Linked DNA regions of Mus musculus: all the other regions are linked to region 1. The links are chromatin contacts, called in public HiChIP or PLAC-seq and promoter capture Hi-C maps. All regions are on one chromosome and are shown on one strand. Each heading gives the region's core, a stretch centred on a gene start, on an enhancer-like site or on the middle of the called end of the contact. The rest is flanking DNA. Distances are from core to core; before and after follow the strand shown.

Region 1 (3,343 bases), core at 571-3,070:
CCAATCATATTTACCTACTTTCAAAATACACTTGTATTTGGCAATAACAATCTCCTGAGGCACTATGATAATATGGACAATACATTACTAAATTAGTAATCAAAATATCTCAACATTGCCACTAATTTAACACATGACCTTGGAAAAGTACCTCTTTATGCCGGGATTTCCTATTCTCCTATAATTTTTACAGTTTTAGGATTACGAACTGAAAGAGTACTCTGAATATAAAAACTTTATGCACTACTATAAATCCACACGGTCAAAAACATCTCCCCTTATTCTCAGCCTAATAGCGATCACTCTGAGGATGTTGGTCTGGCTTTCATATTTACACAACTGACTCTATTCAAAGGCACAGACTATGTCAAGTTTCTCCCCTTCCTGATCTTAGCATGCATTCTGTATTATCATACTAATCATACTAATGCTAAAATACATGCACATTTATCGACCTAGAGAACACATGTCCCAGCATTTGTTTTTAAATAAGCTAACTTACAAAGGGAACTTCCCCAAATGCAGGCAAACTCTTCCTGAACACTCTCCATCCTCGAATTATACACATATAAACAGAGCAGCTATAAACCAACAGACCATCTGGTCTTCAAGACCCAAAACATTTCTTTCCAAGTAGAAACTAACCAGTGACATTTATTAAACTTATTAACACTCAGATCACTATGTCATGTCTGCATATATTTCCGCCTTTCGAGAACACCACAGATCTTGTACAGGTAAACTACCCGCTGAAGATCATCTCCCTTGCTACTTTTGTCCCTTACTTAAACAGACATAAACTGGATCTTGGGGGATGCTCCAATCGGGCCTACTACACAAACTAACCTGTCAGGGGCACAAGCGACTCCGCCTCCACTCGCTTACTTTCCCGTCCCCCTCCCCCAAACCAAGAGCCCGCTGGTCAGGGACACCCCGTCACCCCGCCTAGAGGGACTTCCCGGTAAGCTCAGGATCCCTATCCCTGCTCTCCCTTCCCCCATCCTCACCCCGCTCTCCCGGAGGTCCAGGTCCGGGGGGGTGACAGCGGATCCCGGGTAGCCAAGGAGAGACTACTTGGGGCCTTCAAAGGCCTGCTCACACCGCACTACTCACCGTGCGAGGCCGAGAGCGCCGAGTGCAGGCAAGTGGAGAGAGAGAGGGTGGCAGCCTGGCGCCTCGGCTTCCCTGGCTCCACACTGTAACCCTTCCCGCTTGTCAGGAGGCGGCCAGCGGGTAAGCGGACCGGCGGAAACGCGAGAGAGGAGAAGCCAAAGGCGTAGGTCGGGAAAGGGGAAACCGAGAGAAGGCGGGTCCGGCAACCGAGACCGGGATCGTCTCCCCCCTCCGCAAAGCGAACCCAAAATGGCGGCGGGAGCGGCAGCGGCGGCGGCAGCGGCGGCGGCGGCGGCGGCTCTGGGGAGGGAGGGAGCGAGCGAGCCAGCGAAGGGCGCCGCGTGCCCCCCCTCCCGCCTCCCACTCCTCCCTCCGCGCGCTCTCCCCGCCGCCCTCCCTCCCTCCCTCCCTCCCTCCCTCACCCGACTCCGGCCGCGCAGCGCGCACGCCCGCCCGCACGCTTCCGAGTGGGTCCGGACTGGTCGCGAGCTGCGCCCTCCAACCACCGCCTCCGGCCGCCCCGCGCCGCCAGCACCGACGCGCTCGCTCTGGGGCCTCCGGCTCGCGCGCTCCCGACTCCCTCTCGGCCCTCACGCGTACCTTCCTTGGCGCGAGCCCGAGCCTCCTCCCTCCTCCTCCTCCTCCTCCTCCTTCTCCTCCTCGGCTCGCCTCCCTCTCTTCCCCGCCCCCACGGCTACCAACGGCAGCCACGGCTGCCGCCGCCTTCGCCCCCACCCCTCGAACGTGCGCCTCCCACAATCCCCCCCGCGGGACGTTCCATTGCGCGCCCCTGCTGGGGCCGGGGAGAAGCGGGCACGCCCGCGCAGACGAGGCTGGCCACGGTGACCGGAATGTTTTGAAGAGCGAGCGAAGGTACCTAGGCGCGGACCTCCTGGGACGGGCCACCGCGACGCCGAGGCTTGCTGCCCGCTTCCGGCCGCGGGGCGGGTGGCGCGGTGCCCCTCCGCTGGGCTGTGGTTGCAGCCGCGGCGACTGCGCGTTGGGTAGCTTCCTGCCACACGACCCGAGCTTGCTTCACAACTGCAGGACGGGTGCCTGGGATCCAGCCGCTGGCGGTGTGTGCGGGTCACCGGAGCAGGAGTCCTAGTGTTGGACTCATGGTAAGGGGACTGAGCCACACAGGGGATGCAATGATGAAGGAGGGAAAGGAGCGTGTATTTGAACTGCCCCGAGATAGGGAATGAGGGCAGCAGTGTCGGTGATCCTCCAAGAGGGCATCCTTCAGACCCGGGGCTGCGGACCTGGGACCGGAGGATGAACGGACAGAACGGCTGTTAATATGTTAATGTAGTTTAACCTTGTTAAAGTCCCAGAGGGTACCTATCCTCTGTGATGCTTGTGTGATCCTTGTGCACTTCTCAAAGATTGTGCGAACTCGGTTTGCAACTGGCAGCCTGATGTTAGAGCAGTGGTCCGCGCAGCCTTCCTAATGCTACGACCCTTTAGTACAGTTCCACATGGTGACTCCCTACCATAAAATTAGTTTTGTTGCTACTTCGTAACTGTAATTTTGCTGTTATGAATCTTAATGTAAACATCTGATATACAGGATATCTGATATGGGATCCCTGTGAAGGGTTGTTAGACCTCTCCTCGGGTCGCCACCCGCAGGTTGAGTGTGTGAGGGGATGAAACTATGCACTGAGATTTTATTTCTGGATTTGATCTTTTAGGCCTTCAAATTTTTCCAAGTTATTTATGAGATGCTGGTAGTAAAAATTAGCTAACCCCAAAATATACCTTCAGGGTTGGAGTATGAAATAATGAGATCATATATGTAAAGCAGAATTAGCTCCTGGGTACGGGGAAAATGCGGAGTATTATTGTTATCATTTACAGTGCTGTTGATGTTGATAAGATTTGTAGGTGTAATTGGTAGTTTGTGTTCTATTCATCTAAATTGCTAGTTAAACCAGACCTATGGCATTCATTGGCTGCTAGTATTTGTTTCCGTGTTGACATTGGATGAGTGAATTCAGGGCATGTGATGTTAAAACCCCAACGTTTGATCTACTCATTTTTAGTCTCCCACAAAAAGCAAAGCAAAATTTTAGAGGAATGGCACCTTAAGTTTCCTTTCTTATCTGTGAATTCTTACCTTTGTGATTCAGGGGAAATTTAAACATTACTGCGTTCCATTCATCTCCAGAACCCATTCAATTAATATTCAGTCTTTTTTTGGAATAGGGGTTAAATTGTCTTTTGAGTG
Region 2 (3,343 bases), core at 521-3,020, 1.3 Mb after region 1:
CTATCAACCACTGGTGACACTGGTGACACTGTCCCAACATTTCAGGCAACAGCATCTTCCTCATTTTAAATGGGAACCACCCTACCTACCACTGTGCCCCACCATTCCATAACTATCAGCCTCATGGAGGCTCCCAGCCCTGTCAGCCGTCCCCCGACCCTCCCCAGATAGCTAAAGCTAGTCCCCACTCAGCCCTGTGGGTTCACATGAGCAGGTTTGGTCCAACCTGATCCCTAGGCTAGCAAGCTGGGGGACTCAGAGTGAGCCTTATACCTGGTGTAAGGTAAAAGCCACAGCAAGCATCACCCCCTCCTCTCAGCCTCACTGCTTACTGGTTAGAAAGGACACACAACTATGGGGTACATTTTGAACATGAACACACACCGAGGGTACAGAAACATATATACTGACACACTGACAGTCCTCATAGACCACAGCCTATCTATCCCACAGCCCAGCCAGGCAAACACAACACTTCCCCCCCAGTCATTTTAATAAGTGTTGGAAAAAAAAAATCCTCAATTATTTAAACATACCTGTCTATACTATGGGGCAACCGTATGCTCATGGTTTCTCCGTGTCTCCACAGTTCTGGAATCCTGTAGTTTCTTTGGGCGTCTTGATCAGGCCTGAGTCCCTTGCAATTTTGAAGGAAGGTGAGAGGAAGGCCTCCCAAGTTGAAGACTGAATCCTTGTTTCTTCCAGCTGTCAGGACCCTGGTAACTGCAGTGCTATTCTGCTTCTATCGGTTAACATGGTCTCCTCCTTCCTTCACCCTTAACCTTCCCCTCCCTCGTCTTAAAAAAGAAAATGAAAAGAAAAAAAGAGAGGAAAAACTATGACCTTCTTAGAAACCAAACTGTTAACCACAAATCTCTTCAAGGTTAGCCCTACGGGCTAAAAACTGAACCACAGAAAGAATCTGACTTCAAAATATCAGTCTTAGTTGCAGACAGATAAAAGCCATCCTTTCAATCCAGTTTCCCCAGCTGTCCTTCTGTTGACAGGGAAGCCTTAAGCTCCAAAGGTTGAAAAAAAAAATCTCTGGTTTCCAAATGCTTAAAATGCCAACAGCAGAATTATTCCAGGGAAGGAAAAACAAAAACAAAACAAAACAAAACAAAAAGGCTGAACAAATCCGAAATGGCACTTGGGAGAAAAATCTTCCAGACGATTTGCACAGTTAAAATAAATAAAACCACACAGCAGTATGTACACAACACGGTCCAGTGCAGCCCTGGGAAGCAAAATTTGCGGATTTCTTTTAAAAATCAAAACAAAACAACCATCTTCTTCTACAGTAAAGGTTTTTGAATTCTGAAATGAACCAATTGTGCAGACACACACACAACAATCACAAAACACCTGAAGCGCAATGCTTTCTACCTTCAAAACGGTAGCATTGGCCAAACCCCCAGGAAATCTTAAACCTTCTTTTCCCTTTCGACTTGCAGGTTCCTCCACCTAACCCAGCCTCAGATCGGCCTTTTTCTCAGACAATTTCCTCAGTCAGCTCTGTGTGCTCCAGCACGTCCAGGCTCCGAAAGTCTCTCTCGCCGCAGCGCTCTGGAGCGGTAGTCCCGCTTCCCCCTCGCCCGCCGATCGTGTCCGGCGACCCGCTCCTAGTATTGTTGCGGCTCGGTTAGGGCCAGGGCGCCCTCCACAGCGGCGCGGAGAGCCCGGGCCGCGGCCTCGGCCTCCGTGCCCACCCGCCCGCCAGCCACAGCCTCCCCGCTCGGCCGCTCCCGGCGTCCGCGTCGCGGCCGCTGCGCTTCCGGCCCCGCCCCCGCGCGCGCTCGCTCGCTAAGGCCAAGCCCGCTGCCGCCGGCCGGCTCCGCCCCACCCCCGCTCCGCCCCGCCCCGCCACCGCCCCGCCTCGCCCCGCCTCGCCACAGCCCCGCCACGGCGGACTCCGCTCGCCCGGGCCGGCCGCTGGCTCCTCCTTGGCGCCGCCCGCCCTTTCACAGCCCCGCGCGCCCCCGGTCCGCGCGCTGCGGCCTAGCTGCTCCCGGTGCTGCTGTCCCAGAGACTCGACCTTTGTTTCCGCAGTGTCCGCTGGCCGCGCCTCTGTCTGCGCTCTCGCTGCGGTCCCGTCCTCCTCTGCCCGTTTTCACTCATTTGTCGCGCTCCTTTCCAAGTTACCAGGAACCCTCTTAGCTGTGCCCTCGCCCCTCTGAGCACCCACCGTCTCTCCCCTCGCGGCTGTACTCGATTTAGCTTGGGTATCTTGTATGGCTCTGCCTTTTAATTTCAATGCAAAAGCCTTTGCAGGGCAATGTTATTTCGATGACACACACCCCCTTCGTGAAATCACGGTTTCTAAATCTCTTCAAGTAACTGTCGGAAGTCAGAAGTAAAGATTGAAGTAAAAAGGAGACTTTTCCAGTACAGGTTGATGAATACACTTTGTTATTTTGTGTGTGTGTGTGTGTAATATGTGACTTCCTGGTGAGACCAGACATCTGTTAACATTAGATAGTGCACCAACAGTTTTACTGAAGCCTGTTCTCAACAGCCAGTGGATTTATTGGGGTTACTTCTAGGAGTACAAACCCCTAAAGGCAGAGGCACCAGCAAAAACCCATCTCCGCATGGATGAGGACGGTGGACTACTGACCTCTACCACTAGAGCTATTGGAGTTGATATTGTTTCTATAACCGTGGGGAGCAGCACTGTGACTCTTGAAACAACTTCTTGAAATTTCTGAGTGCTTGCCATCTGAACCTTAACAATTGCTGCGCTCTTCCACAGGTGTGCTTGTGGAGCCCAGAGGACAAGTGTGGGTGGCATTCTTCCTCAAATGCCAAACAACCTCACCCCTTCTCTGGAGCCTGGTCTCTCTCCACAGCCCCAGCTTGCTGAGTAGGCCAAGAATGGCTGGTGAGTAAGTGCCACCCTCTTACCCTTCTCAGCATTGTGAGAGCAAGTTCACAGCCACCCAAACTCAGCCTCTTTATGTGTGTTCTAGGGGGTTGCTGGGTAGCAGTTTCCACTCAGAACCTTCTCTCTTGGAGAGAAATCCTATAAGACATAGGATATGAAAAGGGAAGCGAAACATATTTTTTAGGCAAAATGTTCGAAGGAGAGGTAAAACATGCTATCCCGTGGAGAAGCTCCTTCAGACAGGAAGTACAAACTCAAAACAGCTTCAGAAGGTTCCTGAAACTGACTAGATTCACTAGACCCCTCCCTCCCCAAGCATATGTAATCAATAAGAACGATTTAGAATCATCCTCAGACAATCCAACTTTAAGACCAGCTAAGCAGCCTGGAAGAGGCTCAGAACAACTGAGCTACCTACCTAGAGAGAACACTACAGTATGGTGAGCTGCTGTAGAGTGT
Region 3 (3,343 bases), core at 618-3,117, 1.3 Mb before region 1:
AGCAACAGAAATAATTTTATGGTTGGGGCAACCACAATATGGAGGAACTGTATTAAAGCAAAAGGAAGATTGAGAACCACTAGGGTAGATGACTGCCTGTCCTGGAATTCTCTCTGTAGACCAGGGAGGCTTCAAATTCACCGATCTGCCTTGCCTCCTAAGTTATGGGATTAAAGGAGTGCACCACTACTGCCAGAGGCCAAGACCCTTTCTTCAAAACAAACAAAAAAGCTTGGTGGTACAGGCATACTAGAGTCAGCACTCGGGAGGCAGAGGCAGGCGGATCTCTGATTTCAAGGCCAGACTGGTCTACAGAGTGAGCTCCAGGACAGCCAAGGCTACACAGAGAAACCCTGTCCCTGCCTCCCCCCTCATCCCCTGCATTTTCATACTTCTGCTCACATGATAAATTGCAGATGTACAAGTATTATAAGAAATTATTTTCAGTCTAGGAAAAGGAATGAATTTCTTTCTTTCTTTTTTTTTTTTTTTTTTTTTTTTTGAGACAGGGTTTCTCTGTGTAGCCCTGGCTGTCCCGGAACTCGCTTTGTAGACCAGGCTGGTCTTGAACTCAGAAATCCGCCTGCCTCTGCCTCCCAGGTGCTGGGATTAAAGGCGTGCACCACCACACCTGGCCATGAATTTCATTTTTAAACCTAGAATCTATTTCCCAAGATATCTCTGCCATGTATATTGCCAAAATCCAAAATCAACATGCATTCATTTAAGCATGGACTATTTATTTATTATTTTATTTATAGACACTTGAATTCAGAGATCCACCTGCCTCTGTGTTGAGCAGCAAACACACAAATTTGTACAATGTGGTAATGGTTACAGCAGCTCCATAGTTAAATAACATACTTTTTGTTTTGATTTGGTTTTTAGAGACATCTCTTGTAGTTCTGGCTGTCCTACAACTTGCTAGATCAGGCTGGCCAGAACTCAGTCTCTTCCATGCTTTGCCAGAATGCAGTGATAAAGGTGTGACCAACCTCGTCTGGCCTTTAATTAGCACTTTAAAAGCAATGCACGTGTCAAGTGGTGTAAGGATATTTGATTTTATTCCTCAAAGGTAAAGAATTGTAAGAATACAAAGTCGGGCTCTATCTTTAGCACTGGAAAACAGCAGCAACAACAAAACAATAAAGGTAAACAATAGGGTTAGCTGCAGTGGAGCAAATATGAACAGGATTTGATTTTGTTGTTTTTTCAGACAGGGTCTCCTGTAGTCCACTCAGACCTCAAACTTGCTAGGAAGCCCAGTGCCTAGAATGATTTTGAACTCCTCGTCCTCCCGCTTCATCCTCTGAAGTTCTGAGATTCCAGCCTTGAGCCACTGACAGCACCACTGCGCCCTGCCCAGTTTACGCTTTGCACATTCTTAGCACGCACTCTACCTACCAGCGTAGTACACCCCCAGCTTCAAGCAGGTATCTCATTTTTTAAAAAAAAAAACCTATTTACGTCTAGAATTATTAATCAGCGTAAATCAAACCAACTGGAAAATGGTAAAGACTATCAATAACTAAAAATGTCATGGATAAAAGCTTCTCGCTGGTGTTCACCTGTGATGTTCCCATCACACTCCAGCTGTCAAAGCGTAGTCGGAAACTACGTGAGAAAAAAGTATCCATTTTTCTCGCCACAGCAGCTAAATTCTGAACTCAAAATAGAAGCTAACTCTCTCACCATGGCTACGCGCCCGCGACGCGAGGAGCCTTTACGGACCTTCTACAAATGGCAGTCAACGGGCATTCCGTTGCATTCGAACAGAGTAGAAGACCTTCCGAAGATGGCGAAGCAACACGGCTCGTCACTTCCTGTCCCATATCAGATATAAGGAACAGGATTTCCGCTTTCGCTCCTTTCCGGCGGTGACGACCTCCCTACGAGAACATGCCTGTGAGTTCCTTGGTCCAGGTTTCGACAGAGAACTCGCTCTTGGGTCCGCACGGTCCTCTTGCGCTAATTGCGGGTCCTACAGGGTCCACATGTGCGCTCTGCGTCTCTTAGGACAGTAACCAGAGCCGCGGCGGCCCACGGGTCAGCCGCGTAGACGGGAGCGGAGAGGAGATAAGATGGCGGCCCAGCTACGCAGACACCAGGGGCGGCGAGGGGCGAGTTCTCCTCGGTGTGTGCCAGTGGGGGCTCTTTCCCATCATCTCTTTCCTCCATTACCTTCTAAGTCTTTGCATTTCTGCCCCTTTTAGCTCGCAAAGGATCTCCTTCATCCCTCTCCAGAAGAGGAGAAGAGGAAACACAAGAAAAAGCGCCTGGTGCAGAGCCCCAATTCCTACTTTATGGACGTGAAATGCCCAGGTAAGGAAGTGGTTTTCAGCTGTGCGGGAAAACTAAACTGTACTAATGGTTGTAACTTAATTTTTGATTTTATTACGAGTTCAGAAGTGGTAACTTGGAGAGGAATAAAAGAAGTTAACATTTTTCTTCTCTTTTTTTTTCTTCCCAGGATGCTATAAAATCACCACGGTCTTTAGCCATGCACAAACGGTAGTCTTGTGTGTTGGCTGCTCCACTGTCCTCTGTCAGCCTACAGGTGGAAAAGCAAGGCTGACAGAAGGTGAGTGGTCTCAGTGTTGGGGTTTTGTTTGGCTTTGGGGTCCTAAGGTGAAAGGCTGAGTAGAATGCAAGGCTTCCGGCTGGTAAAGCCAGCTGCACTCCTGTTAGGAAGGTTTAGCACTCTGCAGATGAGGCAGGGTCAGTGGCAGGCAGAAGTAACGTTTGCATCTTTTTCTTCCAGGATGCTCCTTCAGGAGGAAGCAGCACTGAAAGCCCCTGATTGAAGATGAGTGGGAACCTTCCCAATAAACACGTTTTGGATATATAATGTTTGTCTTGTTTAACTGGTAGCAAGTGGTGCCTCACATATCCCAGGGCAAACAGAAGAGTGGTCCCTTTGGGGTCAAGTAAGTGGCCAAACACCTAGAGTCCATTGGGGGCATTTTTATCTAGATTCACTGTATAAATCTTAGACCATGGTTTAAAACTGGTGATAGTGTATAATTGGGCTTACTCTTCTATGTCTTTTTGGTAGTAACTTTTAGCAATGGTTATTGGAAACATTGTGTCATACAAAGGTGTGTGACAGTGGGGACTGTCTTTATTTAGGGATAATGGTACCCAGGCTGCTTTAATCCCAGTGCCTGAGAAGCAGAGGGTTACTGTTTTTCTGTGTGTTGTTGAGATGGCCTTAGGTAGCTTCAAGTGTATGTGACAGGATACCTGTCAAGTGATGGCATTGTAGGTGTGTACTGCTGTTGCGGTTTTTGTGGTGCTAGGAACAGACAGACACCGAGGGCTTCGGGAATCCAGCCTCAGAAAT
Region 4 (3,343 bases), core at 443-2,942, 1.1 Mb before region 1:
TGGACGCAGTCTGATGTGGCACATTATCTTGGTAATCTCATTACTTGTACTGTCCTTGCAGGAGGGCTGCTTTGAGGTTCCGTGGTGAGAGTTATTGGGTTACAATTGGGTGTTCAGTATGTCTCAAAATACAAAACAAAGAACAATAACAACATTAAAAAGTTGTTAGGTAATTTCTTTCTTTGGCTTTAGGTTTGACTTGAAAAGTATAACTAGGTGATTATTGCCCCGCCCCTTGCTTTCAGCAGTGTCAAGGATTAAACCCAGTCGTCTGCATTCTAAGCAAGCACAATGGGCATCTTTAAAATTCTGCAAAGGCAACCATTCTCACAACGCTGGAACCAACTGTAAGTGTTCTCAGCATCATGCTTAAACTAAAGCAACATGAAATATTTAGTAATTTTAGTTGAAGATGAGACATTTTACAGCTGAATTGGTTTAAATCTTAAGGTACATGTTGTGGAGCAGCAGTGAGCAGGAAGTTATTGCTTAGACTGTGGAATGAAAGGAAGCATATGAATAAAAGTCTTCTTTTAAAGTCCGAGAAAAATCTCCTTGTGCCAAAGAACAGGTTTACCTTGCATTCTAGTGACCTACCTTGGGGGCATTGTGTCCTACAGGAACATGAGGTCCCCTTCTAGATTTCATTGCAAAGCGCATGATTTGTCTCTTCACAAAAATAAACAGCAGTACGAATACCTGCCCAAAGAGATTAGAGCCATTTTAGTAATAGCAATAATTTTTTAAAATGTTCACTTTCAAAATCCCTGGGTTTAGGCCTTCAGAGCTGGATGCTTTGGGGCGAAGCCGGGTCGCTAAGGACGGAGGTGGGTCAGGGGCTAGTAACGGAGAGGCATGTTAATCTGGGCTCTAGAATTTAAGAGGGAGGGTTCTTACTTAGAGCCAGGCAGCTTTGACTTAAAGATCTCAGACTGTCTACGGATACAATTCGGAAGTCCAGAAACAAAACAAGTTAAGTGGCTGAAGAACAAAGACAGAACGGCTCAGGAGCCTTCTTTTCAGGAGTCCGGCTCAGAGGGTCGGGACTCAGACAAATGCCACAAGAGGAAGAGAATGGGGATCTCACCAGGCTCCCGTACGCCATCACCAGCACGACATTCACTCCAGAAAGCCAGTTACTACTAGACGCCATCGCCTCTCTCTCCGGGAACACCTGCTAGGACAGTCCCGCCGCGCTCGCGCGTTAGCCCAGGCTCTGCCGAAGCCAGGGAACCTAGGTTCCCTGGAGCTCTCCGAACATTTCCATATGGTTTTCGATTAAAAAAAAAAAAAAAAAAAAAACCAGGCTAGAGTCCGTCAGAAAACATGGTGGATGGGGGCGCTAGTTAAGCATCGGACCTTCCCGTCCCATTTCCCCACCCCCACCCCCTCCGCCACGTGACTTATGTCCGCAAAGGTACCTGGGAGTGCGGAGACGCGGAACTACGCCAGTAAGAGGAAGCCGAGACCTTACTGGAGTCACGTGATGGAGGCGGATCCGTGCGGGGCGGGGCGGGGGCGGGGCGGGCGCGCGGAACTCAAGAGCAGTGTTTCGTGGCGGGGAGGCGCGCGCACGCTGACGTGCGCGGCCCTTTCGCGTCACGTGCTGAGGGACGCAGGAAGGCAAGTGGGAGGGGGAAGGCGCGAGAGCGAGCGCGAGAGGGAAAAGGAGGGAGGGGGTGGGGAGGAGGGAATCTTATATCACGTGACAGGGGCGGCGCGGCCCGGGGTGTCAGTGTGGAGGAGACTGAGGTAAAGTTGGGAGCGCAGCGGCGTTGGCGGCGGCGGCGGCGGCAGCGGCAACGCGGCGGGGCCGGGTATTGTCCGCGGCCCCTTTAAATCCGCGATCCCCTTTTTACCCTCCCTTCTTTTCCTCTGTCCCCTCCGTATTCCTGTCCCGCGGTAGGCCCCCCCCACGCCGTGTGTCTCCCCACTGTACACCCTCCCTTCTGGTCTTGGGAACCCGGGCGTCCAACCTCCCCACCTCGAATTGGCCGCCGGGGGTTTTGTTTATAGTTGGGTTCGCGGCCTACTGGGCCGCGCCAGAGCCGGGGCCTCGATTTGGGAGCGTGGCCGGGGCGGGGCTTGGGGCAGCCGGAGGGGGGGGGCATGTGGCTAGAGCCTGAAGGGGGAGAGCGAGAAAGAGCGCGGGCGAGCGAGGCCTGGGCCCAGCCTGAGGTAGGGTTGTTTAGGAGGGTCAGTGTCTTGTGGAGAAGGCCTCCTCCCTCCCCAGTCCTCTCTGGGCCTCTGATCCGGATCCGGCCTGGTTTTGGGGGCGGAGGGGGGGTGGCGATGGGGTGGAGCTGCCCCAAACTCCCCCATGTGGCCCTCGGTTTGGAGTGCGGAGGATTAATTTGTTCCGGGTGGGAGGTAGAGAAGCGAATGGCCCCATGGGCTCTAGATGTGGCGCGGAGGGGGGTGAGTCTCCCATCCTCCGCGCGTGGGCTTCTGTCCTCTCTGTTCATTTCCAGCCTCTTTGTCAGCTCCTCTTATTACCCTGCCTTCTTTCTTACCGACCCTGGTCGTGGAATATATTTTCGCTGCAGTCTTTGACTTCCTGTTGTCTATACTGTAGTTTTGGCTACCCAAGCAGTTATCTTATTTGGGAAGCTGGACATGGAGGCCCCCGTGGATTGTGTTGCGCCTAAGGGATGTCACTAGACTGGGCATTTGTTCATTTTTCTCATAATGGGAATGGAATTCCAAATTTCTTGAGACCCTTCACCTGGTGGACAGCCCCTAAATTGTTTTGCAAAGTGATGTCACAAACAAGAGACTGTTTTCCACGATTCTTAAAATTTAGCAACCTCTGGTGTAGGTTGTTGTGGAAAGAAAAAACAGTTAAAGGCGATTTTGTTAAATTTGTTTTTGCCTTTGACTCACTGACTACTAAATGGAGAGATTATTTTTTGTCTCCACCTCCCATATTCTGCGTTGGGGATATCTGCTGTGTCTTGCTGGGAGGGGGGTATGAGTCAGTTTGACAACCAGCATTAGAGATTAAAATATTTGGATGTGTATCTGTTGATAAGACTGTGTTGTGGGTCCTATACCACTGTCTTTAATTATAGATCATCCCAGTGATTGTTTCTGTTGTGAATGGGAGATACTGCTGTCATGTAAAATAGTGAGGAAGGGCTAAATGTACTGGCTTTCCCCAGTGTTTCTAACTGGGAAGACTCCTATTAGATTGAAGGTGGTTGGGGAATGGGACACAGGTCTAGGAAAATTAGTTTCTCTGTTAGAAGTGGTAAGCCTTACCCATCCCAGTCCAACTTCAGAATGTCTGAATTGTTTCTCACATTAGATTGTAAGCTCCCTGAGAGCAGCAACTAAGTCACAC
Region 5 (3,343 bases), core at 506-3,005, 1.0 Mb after region 1:
TACAAAGCCTAGCTTCAGTCAGGCCCTCGAGGCCCTCTAAGCTTCTGGAAAGAGTCTGGCCTCTCTCTCTCTGCACTGCACTCCCAGGCCAGACCCAGGCCTTACTTGACCCATTTTAAAGTTTCAGTGAGCAAGGCTCAGGCAAGTAGGATTGAACACACTCCTTGGGATGGAGGGAGAGAGAGAGAATATGGAGGGCCACTTGAGTTTTCTCAAAGATCAAGGTGTCCTGACACCCTGAATAGGAACGAAGACAGCATGGAGCCTCAGAGTCGTACTGAGCCAGATGAACAGTCAGCCATACTGTAAAATTCACAAGGCAATCCTGCCTGAGACCCCTCCCTCCAGGCCTTTCTGCCCGAGGATTTCTTTTACACAAGTTCCACACCCTAAGGGGCTGAGTCATGCCCTCACTCGGTATCAAGGGCCCCCTCTACAATCGTTTTGAAAAATTCCCAGAAGCAACCCTCCCCCCAACACACACACACACACACACACACACACACACCTTTTCCTGGGAGGGAAGGTGATAAACACAGCAGGCTTTCTGCCCCACCCTCCCACCTGGCCAGGTGCTGGAATGGGGAAGGCCCTACTCTTGGCGGGTTCAAACAACCACATGGCTGACACCGGCCTCCCTGACTGGAGACGCTCACTAATGGGAAGCCGAGGAAACTCCAGCGTCCCACAATCCCCCACACCGCGCTAAGGTCGTCTGTACTGGATTTCCCAAAGCACACGGGGGCCCTGCTGCCTCCAGTTCCAAGTCTGAGCTGGAGGCATATGGAGGGATGTTCTTGTAGAGCTGGGGGCTAAATCGGTTATGGCAGAGTCACCAGGCCAGGCAAGACCATTTTTAAGTAAGTCGTCCCCAAACATTTCACGACCCTCCCAACTTCAGAGTTCCTACCAAAATGCTCCAAGAAAGTTTGTGAGTCGCCAACTCTACATCCACCTAACCCTCTGTGAACTGAGACCCCTCGCACCCGTTCGTCCAGCCAGAGAAACCTGAACTGGAGGCAACTATCAATGGAGACTCAGGGCTCAAGCGGGGCTCCGAGAAGGGGTTGGGATTCGCGGCGAAAGAAGCGACACACCATCGGGCCGCTCCCCCCCCCCCCCCCGCCACCGTGAGCCCGAAGCCTCGGCCGCTGTGACGGAGGGGTGAGGGCGAACTGAGCACGCGGCGCTGCCCGCCAGGTGCCGGCCGCGATCGCCTCCGTTATGTAAGCGGTGGTGGGCTCCCGCCAGCCAGAACAGGCCTGGCACCCCTGCCCCTACGCCCGCTCCGCGCTCGGCGGCCGTGCCCTCCCGAGCGTTATGCAACCCGCAGCAGGGCCCGCGACGGCCGCGCCACTCACCCGGGCCGGCCAGTGTGGGTATCCTTTCATCTTCGCAAACACCAGGTCTCCGCACTTGTACTCTTTCTGCCGGTTGGATCGCGACATGGCGGGGCCGCGGGCGCCCCGGGCTCCGCGCCGAGCCGGGAAGCGCGAGCCCAAGTTTGCGCGTGCGGCGGTTGCGGCGCCGCTGCGCTCCGGCCCTCGCGCGGCCCCCGCCTCGATGCCGGCCCCCGACGCGAGCTCCGGGGCAGCCACGGCGTCTGCGCCCGCGCGCCGCTCGGACAGGGCCGGGCGCGGTGGGCAACACACGGCTCCGGGAGCGCTAGCTCGTGTGGTTGTTTGTGTTTGAAATTCAATTGCTCCCTCCTCGGCGCGAGCGAGGCCGCTTCCTCCACCCCCCGCGGCCCACTCCTCCCCTCGCGCTCCCGCCCGCGGCGGTTCGATGCGCGCAGCCAATCGACGCCTACAGCCTGCCCCGGCCTCACACCCAACCTGGAGGCCGCCAGGCGGGGCTCAGAGGCACAGGCTTGAAGAGCCGAGTGCCGAGCGCGCCGAGCGGGCTTTGTGTGCGGGCGGGTGGTGGGTGCCAGCCCAAAAGGAGCTGGCGCCCGCTGGACAGGCTGCACGTGCCCCTCCCCGGGCTCCTCTGAATGCCCTGGCCAGGCGGGGCCTACTGTGGCCTGCCTTGCGCTCTGTCCCCCCTACCACGTGCCATGTCCCAACCCACGTATTTGCTCTGCGCCTCTGACTTCTAACTAGTTAGACCGCCAAGGCAAGAGGTGTACCCCACACACTCCACGTGCTTCTGTTGGTGGCGGTATAAGAGTTCGAGTCCTACCATTTCAGTCTACTCTAAATTAACAGCTGTATCTGGACTATCACCAATTACCCTCACTAGAATAAGGAGGTCCTAAACGATAAAGACAGTTGGATACCACTAAATCTAGTTTGGAGATATATAGTATTAATTTGAAGACTGTATTTGGCCTGGGTTATATTCTAAGGAATGATGTGCGCAAAACTTGATCTCAGATCTCAAACCAAACAAGATTTTGTTGTAATTACATCTCTGTGCAATGGGTTTTTTGTTGTTTATATCTAATTGTTTTATATCTTATTTTTATTGAGACAGTCTTTTTTTTTTATTTTTTTTTATTTTTCAAGACAGGGTTTCTCTGTGCAGTCCTGGCTGTCCTGGAACTCACTCTGACTGACCTCAAACTCAGAAATCCGCCTGCCTCTGCCTCCCAAGTGCTGGGATTACAGAAGTGTGCCACCACTGCCGGGGGAGACAGTCTTAGTATGTAGCCCTGGCTGGCTGGCCTGCATACTCTCTTTTTAAAGAGATTTGAAGGTTTCTGGTTTTTGTTTGTTTGTTTTTGGTTTTTCAAGGCAGGGTTTCTCTGTGTAGCCCTGGCTGTCCTGAAACTCATGTAGACCAGGCTGGCCTCAAACTCAGAGATCCACTTGCCTCTCCCTCTTAAACGGGTGCACCACCACTGCCCAGCAGATTTGAAGGTTTTTTTTAATATTTATTTATTCATTTATTATTTGTAAGACACTGTAGCTGTCTTCAGACACTCCAGAAGAGGGCCTCAGATTTCATTAGGGATGGTTGTGAGCCACCATGTATGAGTTCAAATGGTCCACAAACAGCTGGGATTTGAACTCAGGACCATTGGAAGAGCAGTAGGCACTCTTAACCACTGAGCCATCTCACCAGCTCAGATTTGAAGTTTTTATTTGTGTTTGTGAATGCATGCTACATGTGTGGTGTGCAGAAGAGAGTGTCAGATCCCCTGAGGCTGGAGTCGCAGGTCATTGTGAGCCCATTCACATGGGTTCAGGGAACTGAACTTGAGTCTCCTGGAAGAGCAGCAACTGACCACCTCTTCAACCCTAATCACAAATTCTTTAAAAAGTTTAATGATGCCTGGCGTGGTGGCACACGCCTTTAACCCCAGCACTCAGGAGGCAGAGGCAGGCAGATTTCTGAGTTC
Region 6 (3,343 bases), core at 342-2,841, 1.0 Mb before region 1:
AAAAAAAAAACAAACCTCTACCTTCAGCCTCTGCCCATTCTTGCTCCGTCTAGGATATCCTCACTCTCGTCGATGACCAGCTTGGTGAATAAGTATTACCGTACCAACTGGGGCCTCTTCTAGCAGGCTCGAAGGCTGTGGAATAAAGTGAAATCTTTGCCCTTTAAGATCTCTCACCTTAATGTGCTAATATTTTGCCCTTAAGGGGATTTCCTTATACATTCTGTGACTGGAAAGAACTACTGCAAATCTTCATTTCTTCTAGAAACTGCCTCATCTACAGCACGTTTCAGGAAGTGAAAGGGGAAGGAGCTAAGGACATTTAGAAGGCAAAGGACCTTGTGGGAATCTAAGCATGGTTTTAAAGGATTCTGAAGTCTCAAGCCAGCATTAGCTGCTGGCCGGCAGAACTCAATCTTGGGGTCTTTTTCTCTTTGGAGGAGTATAGTAGTTCTTGTTCTCTGAGTTATGTTTTTGAGACAGTCTCACTATGTAACCCTGACTGGCCTGGAGCTTGGTGTGGAGACCAGGTTGGTCTCACATTCAGAGATCTGCCTGCTTCTACCTCTTGAGTGCTAAGGTTAAAGGTTGTCAGCACTACACCCTGCCTTGCCTATTTTATGTGGCTTTGAAATGCCTACATTTTGGGAAAAGAATGGATGATCTTAGAGCAAGACCTGGGGTGGGGGCATGGTGCAGTAAAAGGTTTTTGGACTTCAATTACGTGAAAGAGAAGTTTCATTTTTCTTTGTAAGAGCCATATTGCCAGGGACTCGAGATCCTGTTTCAGCCTTCCAAAACTGCAAATATCCTCTGTGCTGAGGAGGTGAGGGAGGTCTGTTTATTTTGAGTCAGAGTCTCACTCTGTAGCCGACTTGCCTGAAACTCAGTGAGGAGCAGGCTGGCCTTATACCTCCCGAGTGGATTAAAACACCATCAAATTTCATTACGGCATGGTTTTCCCAAGACACAAGTAGCTTCTCGTTCCTGCCTAGTCTACAAATCTTACCTTGTTAGTTGGCCATCTGTTTAGTTTTTTAAAAGCAGCGTGTGGTGGTAACCGCCTTAAATCCCAGCATCTGGGAGGCATTAGGCAGGCGGGTTTGTAAGCCCCTTTGGTCTACAATCAGTTCCAGGACAGTCTGAACACCACACAGAAACCCTGTATCGAAAAAAACAAGCTTAAAAACTCCCTACTAGCTGAAGAGATTCCTAGCATCTTTATTCAGCAGTAGGGAAATCGCGGTTTAAGGAACTAGGTAACTTCGCCTAGCCTAGTATTAGACGTCACCGACATCAGTCTAAAACAAAACACAAGGTGGGGGGTGTTTTCTGATCCTGGGGTGAAGCAGGCCTCTGAACAGGCCACTCCCTCTGGCGGCTACCTGGGACCCTCCAGAGAGAAACGGAAACCCCCCTCGGGGGCCTGGCAGATCAGCAGGAGAAAGAATCTCCTAGAAGGGACGTGATCTTGAACTGGGAATTTCGCACGTCCACCCTCACTCAAAACTGAAAGGTAGCGTATAGAAGCTTCGTGTCTGAGGAGCACGGTCAGCCCCGCCTCTTCCTCCGGCTTACGACTTTTACGACAACGCCGCACCGTAGGGTTGCTTTCCGGCAGCGAACGCTGAGCCCTGGCTATATCCGACAGGGTAGCGTAAGCTGGTCGTGGTCTCGTGTTGCCCATGGGCTGCAGAGCTTCAAAGTTTCTAGTGCCCCTACTGGAATGAGCGTCTTTGATCTTTTCCGAGGCTTTTTCGGCTTTCCTGGACCTCGGAGGTGAGAATAGTTCTGGGCTGGATATACGGGAGGGGTGTTTTGGTGGACACTTGACCCCTTCATCATATTTTTGGAAAGCTTCCTTTCCCGCCCCCTTCAACTCCTGCTGAGAGGTCAAAGATCGCATTCTTGAGTACTCACCCCGCCACAGTAATCAAAGCAGTGGTTAAGAGGACAGAAACGGCAGCTTTCTCCAGACCTGGGTGATGCAACAGGGACCTGGGCGGAGAAAACAATGGGGGTCTGGGGAAGAGGACCATGAGCAAGTAATTGGGCGATTAGTAGTAGGCTGGATGACCCTGAAGAAAAACCATGGGTCGTCTGGCAGCTGTTGGGAGGTGCGGAGAGGCTCTGTTTAGAAACAATACAAAACCCTAATAGATCCATCAACGTTGTTCTGAAACCAGATCTCCTGTGTTTTCAGCTGCCCAGACCCCTCTTTGGCCCAGTTTGCTGCCCTTGTGTTGATTTTTATGGCTTAGACAGTGTTGAAGTCTTCGTGGCTTATTTGCCTTCACTCTCAGCCACAGAGATCCTTTTTTTGGAGGGATGACTCGAGATGATGACGACGATGATGATGATGATGACGAAGCGGAGGAAGACAGAGGCGCGTGGGGTCGAGAGAGCTATGCGTTTGATGGTTCTCAGCCTCCAGAGGAATTCGGTTTCAGCTTCAGCCCCAGGGGAGGGATGCGATTCCACGGCAACTTTGGCTTTGATGATCTAGTACGAGATTTTAATAGCATCTTCAGCGAGATGGGGGCCTGGACCTTGCCTTCCCACTCTCCTGGTGTGTGAATTTCCCTGAGGGAGACCCTATGGGTTTCTAGTGGGTTAGTGATGAATAACAGAACTTGCAGAGTAGTTGGGATAGTCTACAGAAATTGATTTTTAAAAGACTTAAAATGTTTAAGGCCTTTCCTATCCCAGAATCACCTACCAACTTTCTACAGAACTTCCAGGTCCTGAGTCAGAAACACCTGGTGAGAGACTGCGGGAGGGGCAGACACTACGAGACTCAATGCTTAAGTACCCAGATAGTCACCAACCCAGGATCTTTGAGGGGGTCTTGGAGAGTCATGCAAAACCTGAATCCCCAAAACCAGCTCCAGATTGGGGGTCGCAGGGACCTTTTCATAGGGTGAGTACTCTCTGCACCTGAACTGTAAGCCCTTGGTGGGATCTCTTAGAGTTGAGTTGCAATTTTAGCCCCTTTAATTAGTTCATTTATCCAGATTTTCTTCATTATTGGGATTTTCGTTTTGAAACTTACTTCACTGTATAGATTTAGATATCTGCCTGCCTCTGGATTAAATGTGTGCCACCACACCTCATCTAAGATTTATTTTCTTTTATATGTATGAGTGTTTTGCCTGCTTGAATGTCTCTGTACCACATGTACCTGTGCCCACAGAGGTCAAAAAGGATATTGAATCCCCTGGAACTCAAATTATGTATGGTTATGAGCCACCATGCTCTTGCTGGGAACTATAAACTATGGTCCTCTACAAGAGTGTCCCCTCCCCTCTCTTATTTGATTTGATTTGTTTGTTTATGTATTTTG

Evidence for each region. Promoter capture Hi-C pulls out the DNA fragments that hold promoters and counts their contacts. HiChIP or PLAC-seq counts read pairs in DNA pulled down with a chosen protein or histone mark. Capture Hi-C pulls out chosen DNA fragments and counts their contacts.
Region 2: a FOXA1 HiChIP or PLAC-seq map of pancreatic cancer cells shows a contact between it and region 1. The contact joins the promoter of Arhgef11 here to the promoter of Dap3 in region 1. A contact is called at or near these places in 1 of 39 promoter capture datasets (liver) and 1 of 115 datasets of contacts at active chromatin or transcription factors (pancreatic cancer cells).
Region 3: a promoter capture Hi-C map of pre-B cells shows a contact between it and region 1, with 2.3 times the contacts expected there. The contact joins the promoter of Rps27 here to the promoter of Dap3 in region 1. A contact is called at or near these places in 2 of 39 promoter capture datasets (erythroid cells and pre-B cells).
Region 4: a contact with region 1 is called in a promoter capture Hi-C map of liver, with 2.8 times the contacts expected there. The contact joins the promoter of Ubap2l here to the promoter of Dap3 in region 1. A contact is called at or near these places in 5 of 39 promoter capture datasets (the C10 cell line, cranial neural crest, frontonasal cranial neural crest and 2 more), 3 of 484 Hi-C or Micro-C datasets (B cells, CD4 T cells and embryonic stem cells), 3 of 115 datasets of contacts at active chromatin or transcription factors (astrocytes, pro-B cells and regulatory T cell precursor) and 3 of 9 other capture datasets (adipose tissue, liver and macrophages).
Region 5: a contact with region 1 is called in a promoter capture Hi-C map of pre-B cells, with 3 times the contacts expected there. The contact joins the promoter of Hdgf here to the promoter of Dap3 in region 1. A contact is called at or near these places in 2 of 39 promoter capture datasets (erythroid cells and pre-B cells).
Region 6: a contact with region 1 is called in a promoter capture Hi-C map of liver, with 3 times the contacts expected there. The contact joins the promoter of Hax1 here to the promoter of Dap3 in region 1. A contact is called at or near these places in 7 of 39 promoter capture datasets (the C10 cell line, cranial neural crest, hippocampal neurons and 3 more), 1 of 484 Hi-C or Micro-C datasets (B cells), 4 of 115 datasets of contacts at active chromatin or transcription factors (astrocytes, pro-B cells, regulatory T cell precursor and 1 more) and 1 of 9 other capture datasets (liver).

The regions. Positions count from the first base shown.
Region 1 is chr3:88,948,759-88,952,101 of GRCm38.p6, reverse strand. It overlaps Dap3 (death associated protein 3), which reads left to right and starts at 1,820. Exons shown (of 13, transcript NM_022994.3): 1 at 1,820-2,234. The coding sequence starts at 2,232. It also overlaps a transcript of Ash1l not described here.
Region 2 is chr3:87,615,986-87,619,328 of GRCm38.p6, reverse strand. Arhgef11 (Rho guanine nucleotide exchange factor (GEF) 11) reads right to left here and starts at 1,770. Exons shown (of 40, transcript NM_001003912.2): 1 at 537-1,770. The coding sequence starts at 568.
Region 3 is chr3:90,212,172-90,215,514 of GRCm38.p6, reverse strand. Rps27 (ribosomal protein S27) reads left to right here and starts at 1,867. Exons shown (of 4, transcript NM_027015.4): 1 at 1,867-1,905; 2 at 2,214-2,322; 3 at 2,471-2,581; 4 at 2,762-2,848. The coding sequence starts at 1,900. The coding sequence ends at 2,790. It also overlaps a transcript of Rab13 not described here.
Region 4 is chr3:90,050,864-90,054,206 of GRCm38.p6, reverse strand. Ubap2l (ubiquitin-associated protein 2-like) reads left to right here and starts at 1,692. Exons shown (of 28, transcript NM_001165984.1): 1 at 1,692-1,752. 4933434E20Rik (RIKEN cDNA 4933434E20 gene) reads right to left here and starts at 1,405. Exons shown (of 7, transcript NM_025762.3): 1 at 1,088-1,405; 2 at 598-699. The coding sequence starts at 1,153.
Region 5 is chr3:87,904,733-87,908,075 of GRCm38.p6, reverse strand. It overlaps Hdgf (heparin binding growth factor), which reads right to left and starts at 1,755. Exons shown (of 6, transcript NM_008231.4): 1 at 1,362-1,755. The coding sequence starts at 1,448.
Region 6 is chr3:89,996,964-90,000,306 of GRCm38.p6, reverse strand. Hax1 (HCLS1 associated X-1) reads left to right here and starts at 1,591. Exons shown (of 7, transcript NM_011826.4): 1 at 1,591-1,779; 2 at 2,304-2,569; 3 at 2,733-2,920. The coding sequence starts at 1,727. It overlaps Gm19710 (predicted gene, 19710), which reads right to left and starts at 1,547. Exons shown (of 4, transcript NR_045749.1): 1 at 1,386-1,547; 2 at 1,010-1,162; 3 at 22-135. It overlaps Ubap2l (ubiquitin-associated protein 2-like), which reads left to right. Exons shown (of 28, transcript NM_001165984.1): 28 at 1-19.